Linked DNA regions of Sus scrofa: region 2 is linked to region 1. A link is a contact called in public Hi-C data. All regions are on one chromosome and are shown on one strand. Each heading gives the region's core, a stretch centred on a gene start, on an enhancer-like site or on the middle of the called end of the contact. The rest is flanking DNA. Distances are from core to core; before and after follow the strand shown.

Region 1 (3,051 bases), core at 336-2,835:
ATCATTTCCACATACTAAGGACATTTTCTGCCCTAATAGAGATACCAGGTTCAGTCCAGCATTTTCCAGAACTCATTTGTTTTCCGCAGAGATAGGTGGACAGACCAGCTGTTCCTGGCATGTTTGGCCCCTTCATGTCATTTCCGTACTTAGGTGAAATATAGGAGAGGCTAAACAGTGCAAATCAAGTACAGAGGAGTTAACTCTGTGGAGTGAGCTTTGACCAATGAGAAATAAAAGGTGGTAGGAAGCTCAGCAGATAAATTCTGTCTCCTTTCTCCTTCAAGTAGCCTCTTCGGAGAGGTTTGTGGCAGTAGAGCCTGCCTAAAGACATCCTTTGAGGCAAATAGCCGAATCTTGGCATTTGTTCACATCTTGTAAGCAGTGGGCACTGGGTAACAAATCATCTTGCATTTCCTCCATCATCCTCTGCCTCATTTTTCTTTGTCCTCACTCTCATTGACCTGGATTTTCATCTTTCGAATAAAGCATCAGCAATTTATCTTTGCCTCTGGCTGTGTTTTCTAGGATCCTTGGGATGCTGCCAATTTAAAAAAATGTGAAATCTGAGGAGAGACCAAAGGTTGCCCAATAATTATGTCTATTTGTCACAGGCATGGCATGTTTTTGGTTCAAAGTGGATTTCCTTTTTTTCTTTCACAGAGTTTGTTAAGAATTGACCATCTCTTTTGTAAGGTACACTTTCCTTTATATCCCCAATGCATTACTGATCCTCAATCCTTTCTCCTATTCCTGCTCTCTATCGAACCCCATTCAATGATCATCATTCCCAACTTTCTGCTTTCTAACCCAGAAAAATCTTACATGCTTAAAAAAAATATCCAAATTAGTGGAAGTAACAATTACATGAATTGTCTAGACAGGTTAAGCAAAAATGATTTAAAAATGTGCTCGGAGATCTTATAGGCAATTGGAGGTCGATGGATTATACTGCAAATATTAAACAACAATGTCTATATGTTATTGGATTAGTTGATATTTATCTTTTAAGTATTAGTGATCCAAAATTGAATTTTTTATTTTCTGACTGGGGCAGTGTTTAATAACATAGGAAACTTCTATCATTAACCATATAACCAGCAAAAGGGGAAAAAATAGGTTATTCAACTCTGTGCTGTACTGTTGGATTTGATTTTGATCAAAGTCAATTAGCGGAACAATAGTGGTATATATTACCCAGACTATCTCTTAGTTATAAAGTATCTGACTTAGTTTGGTTAACCATCCCTATTTGTATTTCACAGTTATTTCTGTGACCTATATTTGCAACATACCACTTGGATGATCTTTTTTTTTTTTTGCTTTTTAAAGTAAGAAGGAAGGACTTTAAGTGATTGCTATGTCTCAATGGAGAGAAGGTTATCCTATCTTGTAATGCCTTTCTTGATTCTTCTAATTCTGTGTCTCCCTTCAGGGAAAACCCATAATGCTCTGATAAAAGTAAGGAGAAGGAAGAACAATATAAGCAGCAATCCAATGGAATTGCTCAGTCACTGAGGTGATTCACAAGAGAACAAGGATCATGACCATCCACAACAGCCCATTCCCAGTTTTTCCTCTTGGTCAGCAATGCCAAAGAATATGAGAGGAAACAGATGAATAGCCACAGGCTTTATTACGTACACTGGTCTCAGTAAACATCATTGGGAAAAGTAGTAGGTATAAGCTCTTTAAAAACTCTCTGAAGTGTATATAACCTCCAGTTCATCCTTTCTTTAGGTTTTTCAATTTTTCCCTATTGATTTGGATGTTTGGGGGACAAATTATCCCAAGTTCTTTCCACATTCTTCACCCAATTTTGGCCTCATTAGATATGGATAGCTTTGCCCTTAGTAATAGTTTTCTTGATTCAATATTCTCTCATTATTCTGTGAGGTTCATTGCCAGAGAACTCAGGAGGGTTTCATGCACAATTTCAGCTTTCTTTAAAATCAGGAAATAGTCTTGGTTAGGCAACTACTGGGTTTTGCTTCTCAGTTTGGCAAAAGGCAGAATGCAATACTATTAGTTTTGCCCTGTTTTAGACATGCTAAGGAAAATAAGAGCAGATGAATACCTCTGGTTCTTTCCTGCTCTTCCTTTTATAATTATCTTCCATTTCATAATGTACAAAGTCACAATGACTGTGCTTGAAGAGAATGTTGTTAAATCTGACCAAACAAAAATGCTCCTGCCCTAATAAAGGACAGCTTAGGAAGAATTGATATAACAGAAATCTTGGCAAAGAAATGTGGAACATTTTTTTCTTTCTATAATTGCGCTATCATGTGGAATTCTGTGTCCTTCTCACTTTAAGGCTGTCCACTAGAGGATTATTAGTTCTGATGAGTTTGGGTTTTGTTTTTTTCTTTTTTTTTTTTTTTTTCTGTCTCACTAGAGACAGAAGCAAACCTGAGGAAAGGCACACACACACACACACACACACACACACACACACACACATACCTACATGTTTTTTTCTATTCACAAAGAAGAATATATTTTCTATAAAAATTAGTTTTATAAAACTGGATTTCCACTGTTAATAAAATCATAAGCAGCAAAATCCTGCAATGTATTTGCTTTCCTTTAAGTGAAAATCATCTGTTTAGGTGGAGCTCTGGTGGGCACTGACATAACAGATTCATATGTCATCTATGAAGGATTCTTACAGATGTACCACCTTGAAAATCTTGAAAGCCTCGTGGCCATCTCTCAAGCTGCCTGCCCTTGTCCGTGCATGGTGTCAGGGACCCTCATTCCTCTCAGCTTATCTACAGTTCTATATCCCCTAATTCAATTAGACATCCAGTACATGACCCACTGAGAACAAATTTTTGCTGTTTTGTTTCCTTCTGGATCCTTCCCTCCAAAGTGCTGCTGGTTTGTTGTTCTTGAAACATCAACTGTGTTTTATGAAACCTCGAAAATCAGCATTTGGACCTCTTAAAAGTCAGCTGTGCCTTATTGAAGCAAACCTATTCTTAGGTACTTTATTCTGATTCTTTTAAGATGAAGGTGGGTGATTGTGGGCAGATGAAATGAAGGGGG
Region 2 (3,051 bases), core at 310-2,809, 390 kb after region 1:
GCCAGGGAAAATACTAAGCATAAAACAAATGATCTAAAGGCTGAATATAGATACAAATCATAGAGAGCTAGAGTAATTCATTCTGGTTAGGGAAAATCTAGGGTGTATTTACAGACAAACTTAAGCATCTGTGCTGAGACAAGTATGATAAGAGAAGTTCAACAGTCAGAAAAAATTCAACTAGTAAATGGAGATGTTGGGCAGAGAATGCTATGCAGGAAGGAACAGGATAAGCATAGTTATGAAAGCACCAAAACAAAAGCCAGTTTGGCTATTTGGACTGGAGGAGGGTCCCCAAGGAGATAAAAGAGAAGACCGATGAGGAGATAGAGGCCACATTTCACCTCCCAGGTGAATTATTTTGAAATTTATTCTGCCAGCAACATCTACTGCTTGGTTTTACCACTAAGTGATCTAAGGCACTCACTTTTTAATAGGCACATCTGTTCATTTTACCAAAATGGGATGGAATAGGAGGAAACTGAAGGTGTCATCAATTCCCAACTGGGGAGGGGTTGTTCATTTGAAACAATTGATATTTCACAGTTTTCCTATTATTACTAAGTTATCTGTGATGGTAGAGGGCAAACCTTAGGTTGACTCCTGCTGAAATGTAATCTCAGATGTCTGAGAAGTTCCCTATGTCCGGTAACATAGGAGTCACCGCTGCTCTACGAGTACCAAAGTCTGGAATTGCACACACATATGATGGTACCTGAGCCACACTTTCTTCGATGCCTGTGGGTCTTAATTCCAGGTTCCATTTCTTTAATAAGAAAGAGATTCCTTTCATCTGTTTGTCCCATATTTTCCATATTTATACCGCTGGAGAACTTATTTCAATCAATAAAGGTGATTAGTCTTTTTTGTTTTCCTCTGATTTTTAGTATCTGTGCTCTGGAGGTCAGTGTCATATTAATCTGGTACATTGATTTTGCATTTCTAAATGACACCAACCTCAGCCAGGCTGACTCACATTCATTCACTGCTCAGTCGTTCCTAAAGGGTGCTTCCCGATATCCCACAGCGTCATCCTGCCCGGCCCGCTTCTCCCAACAGTTCTAATCCTACCCAGAACATTCTCTCATCTCCCTCTCCCTCCGAGCCCTGTTTGATCGTCCTTTCCTTACAACCAAAGGGGAAATATCAGCAGAGACCTCCCGCCAGCCGGGAGAAGTCTTCAGACACTCACACTCTCAAATTTCCGCCCGCTCGGGCCCCGCTCGTCCCATACCGCAAGGCAGCCACTGCAGCCGGGAACACGCAAGCTTAAGAGACTCCTCCGGTTCGGATCTCGGGGGCGGGGGGGCCGCTGGCCCCACCCCCCTGCCCCGCCTCTCTCCAGCCCCGCCCCACAACCTGCACCCCAGATCTCCTGCTCTCGCTCTCCCGGAGGCCCGAGGCCCTGAGGCCACGCCCCATCTTTTCCCGCCCCGCCCACAGCCCGACTCGCGGTCCCTCGCCCTCCCAGGCCCAGAGGCCCCGCCCCTGCCCCGCCCTCGTTTCGTTCCCGCCCCGCCCCCTGCCCGCGTCGCCGTCTCTCGCCCTCTCCGGGCCGCGCCGCCGGAGCTGGCACTGAGGAGCGGCGGCCGCGGCGGCATTGGGACCTGGGGACGCCAGCGCTCCGCTGGACACTGCGTCCCCCGAGAGCGCCCACGGCGCGCGCATCTGCCTTCTGCGGTCCGGGGCTGCCCGGGGGCGTCCGGCGTTTCCCGAGAGCGGGCGTGTCCAGTGCCGGGCGGGAGACGAGCGCGGGGCCACAGCCTGTTGGAGCGCTGGGGGTGCCGGGCAGGGGGCGCGGGGAGCCCTGCCGGGGACCAAGCGGCCCGTTTCCTTGTGCAGAGCAGTTTTCTCGAACTCTCCGCCTCCGTCTCGTTGGGGCCCACCGCTGCCGGGAGACCCCATCCAGACCTACCAAGGTAAGCAGACTCGGCCATTTAGGGGTCTCTTGTCCCCAATCCACAGCCGGAGGTCGGGGATGGGGAGCGGGGGATAGAGTTGGCCTGTTCGTAGGAAGCGAATAAAAAAAAATGCAACAGGCAGGCAGGGCGGATCAGGAAACTCCTAGCGTTAATGTTTCCCACAGAGAGGAGACTTGTCCAAGACTGAAACTTGCTTAGGTTCTTCAGAAGCCAAGACGGGCAGCTGCGAAGCCGCTCCTTAAGTCTGGGTCTGAGCTCCCTCTGGTGGCTTCTTGTAAGGATGTAAAACGAGGCACAGGCGAGAGAGATTGGAGCAGAGCTCCCACACGTTGTCATGACTTCTCCTTGGAGAAAAGTGCCTGTTCTTGGTAGTTCCCCTTGCAAAGACACCTTCTGATCCCTTGAAACCTAAACCCTCGAACTGAATCAAAATGGTCCTTTCAACTTTCGCTTTTTGTCTCTGAGTCCTTCATGATCCAAACAAGAATGACAGCAGGACTCACCTTGTATTAACTGCACTTGAATTAAAAACATTTTACAAGACTAAAAGCAAGCCACACAGTTAAATACTCCGGGGTAAGTTCTGTCTTGTAGCGCTTGTCTTCTGCCACTATTCATTGTTATCCTAATGTGTGCATTGAAAAGTATAAGAAGAAAAAAGAATCATTTGGTCAAACTTAGATTGTACTTAATAACAGATTTTATTGTGATTCTAAAATTTCTATGAAGGGATGGTAGAGCATTTAAATCTTCCGTTTTTGTCCATTCCCAGCCTACCAGTAGCTTCAGAGAATTTGTTTTGTTTTTCCTCCAGAAAAAGAGTGTCATGAAAAAGGAGCAGAAAGGAGACCTCACTGTTGGTGAAAGGGGAGTTTTCTTTCCCAGTTGGTGGTTACTTCATGATTGGAAGAGAAGTACCTAGGTGGCTGAAGAGATGAGATTTTCCTAGTCATACTGATGAAGCTGATAAACGAAGACAGGAAAATGCTTTCTCTGGGTCATAATGGGCTGATGAGTAAGTAAGCCTGGAAAGACAGATCTGAAATGAGGGCAAGAATTTTGAGTGTTTTAAAACCAAGTAGGACTTTGAACACTTGTTGAGGATATTTTTATCTCAAAAATGGAGGAA

What was found. Hi-C and Micro-C count contacts between places; a contact is called where the count stands out from the background.
Region 2: a contact with region 1 is called in a Hi-C map of embryonic fibroblasts, with 2.0 times the contacts expected there. The contact joins the promoter of DSEL here to the enhancer-like site in region 1. A contact is called at or near these places in 14 of 47 Hi-C or Micro-C datasets (adipocytes, embryonic fibroblasts, epiblast stem cells and 9 more) and 1 of 2 datasets of contacts at active chromatin or transcription factors (skeletal muscle).

Annotation. Positions count from the first base shown.
Region 1 is chr1:154,531,461-154,534,511 of Sscrofa11.1, forward strand. No RefSeq gene overlaps it. Among named protein-coding and RNA genes, the nearest start is that of DSEL, 390 kb to the right of the region's middle. Within about 2 kb of position 1,586, at least 3 of the 83 cell types and tissues checked have an H3K27ac peak or open chromatin away from gene starts, as enhancers often do. A contact at or near this core is called in embryonic fibroblasts, where this site is marked.
Region 2 is chr1:154,917,773-154,920,823 of Sscrofa11.1, forward strand. It overlaps DSEL (dermatan-sulfate epimerase-like protein), which reads left to right and starts at 1,560. Exons shown (of 3, transcript XM_021099387.1): 1 at 1,560-1,919; 2 at 2,737-3,051. LOC110261617 (a long non-coding RNA gene) reads right to left here and starts at 1,299. Exons shown (of 3, transcript XR_002345981.1): 1 at 1,193-1,299.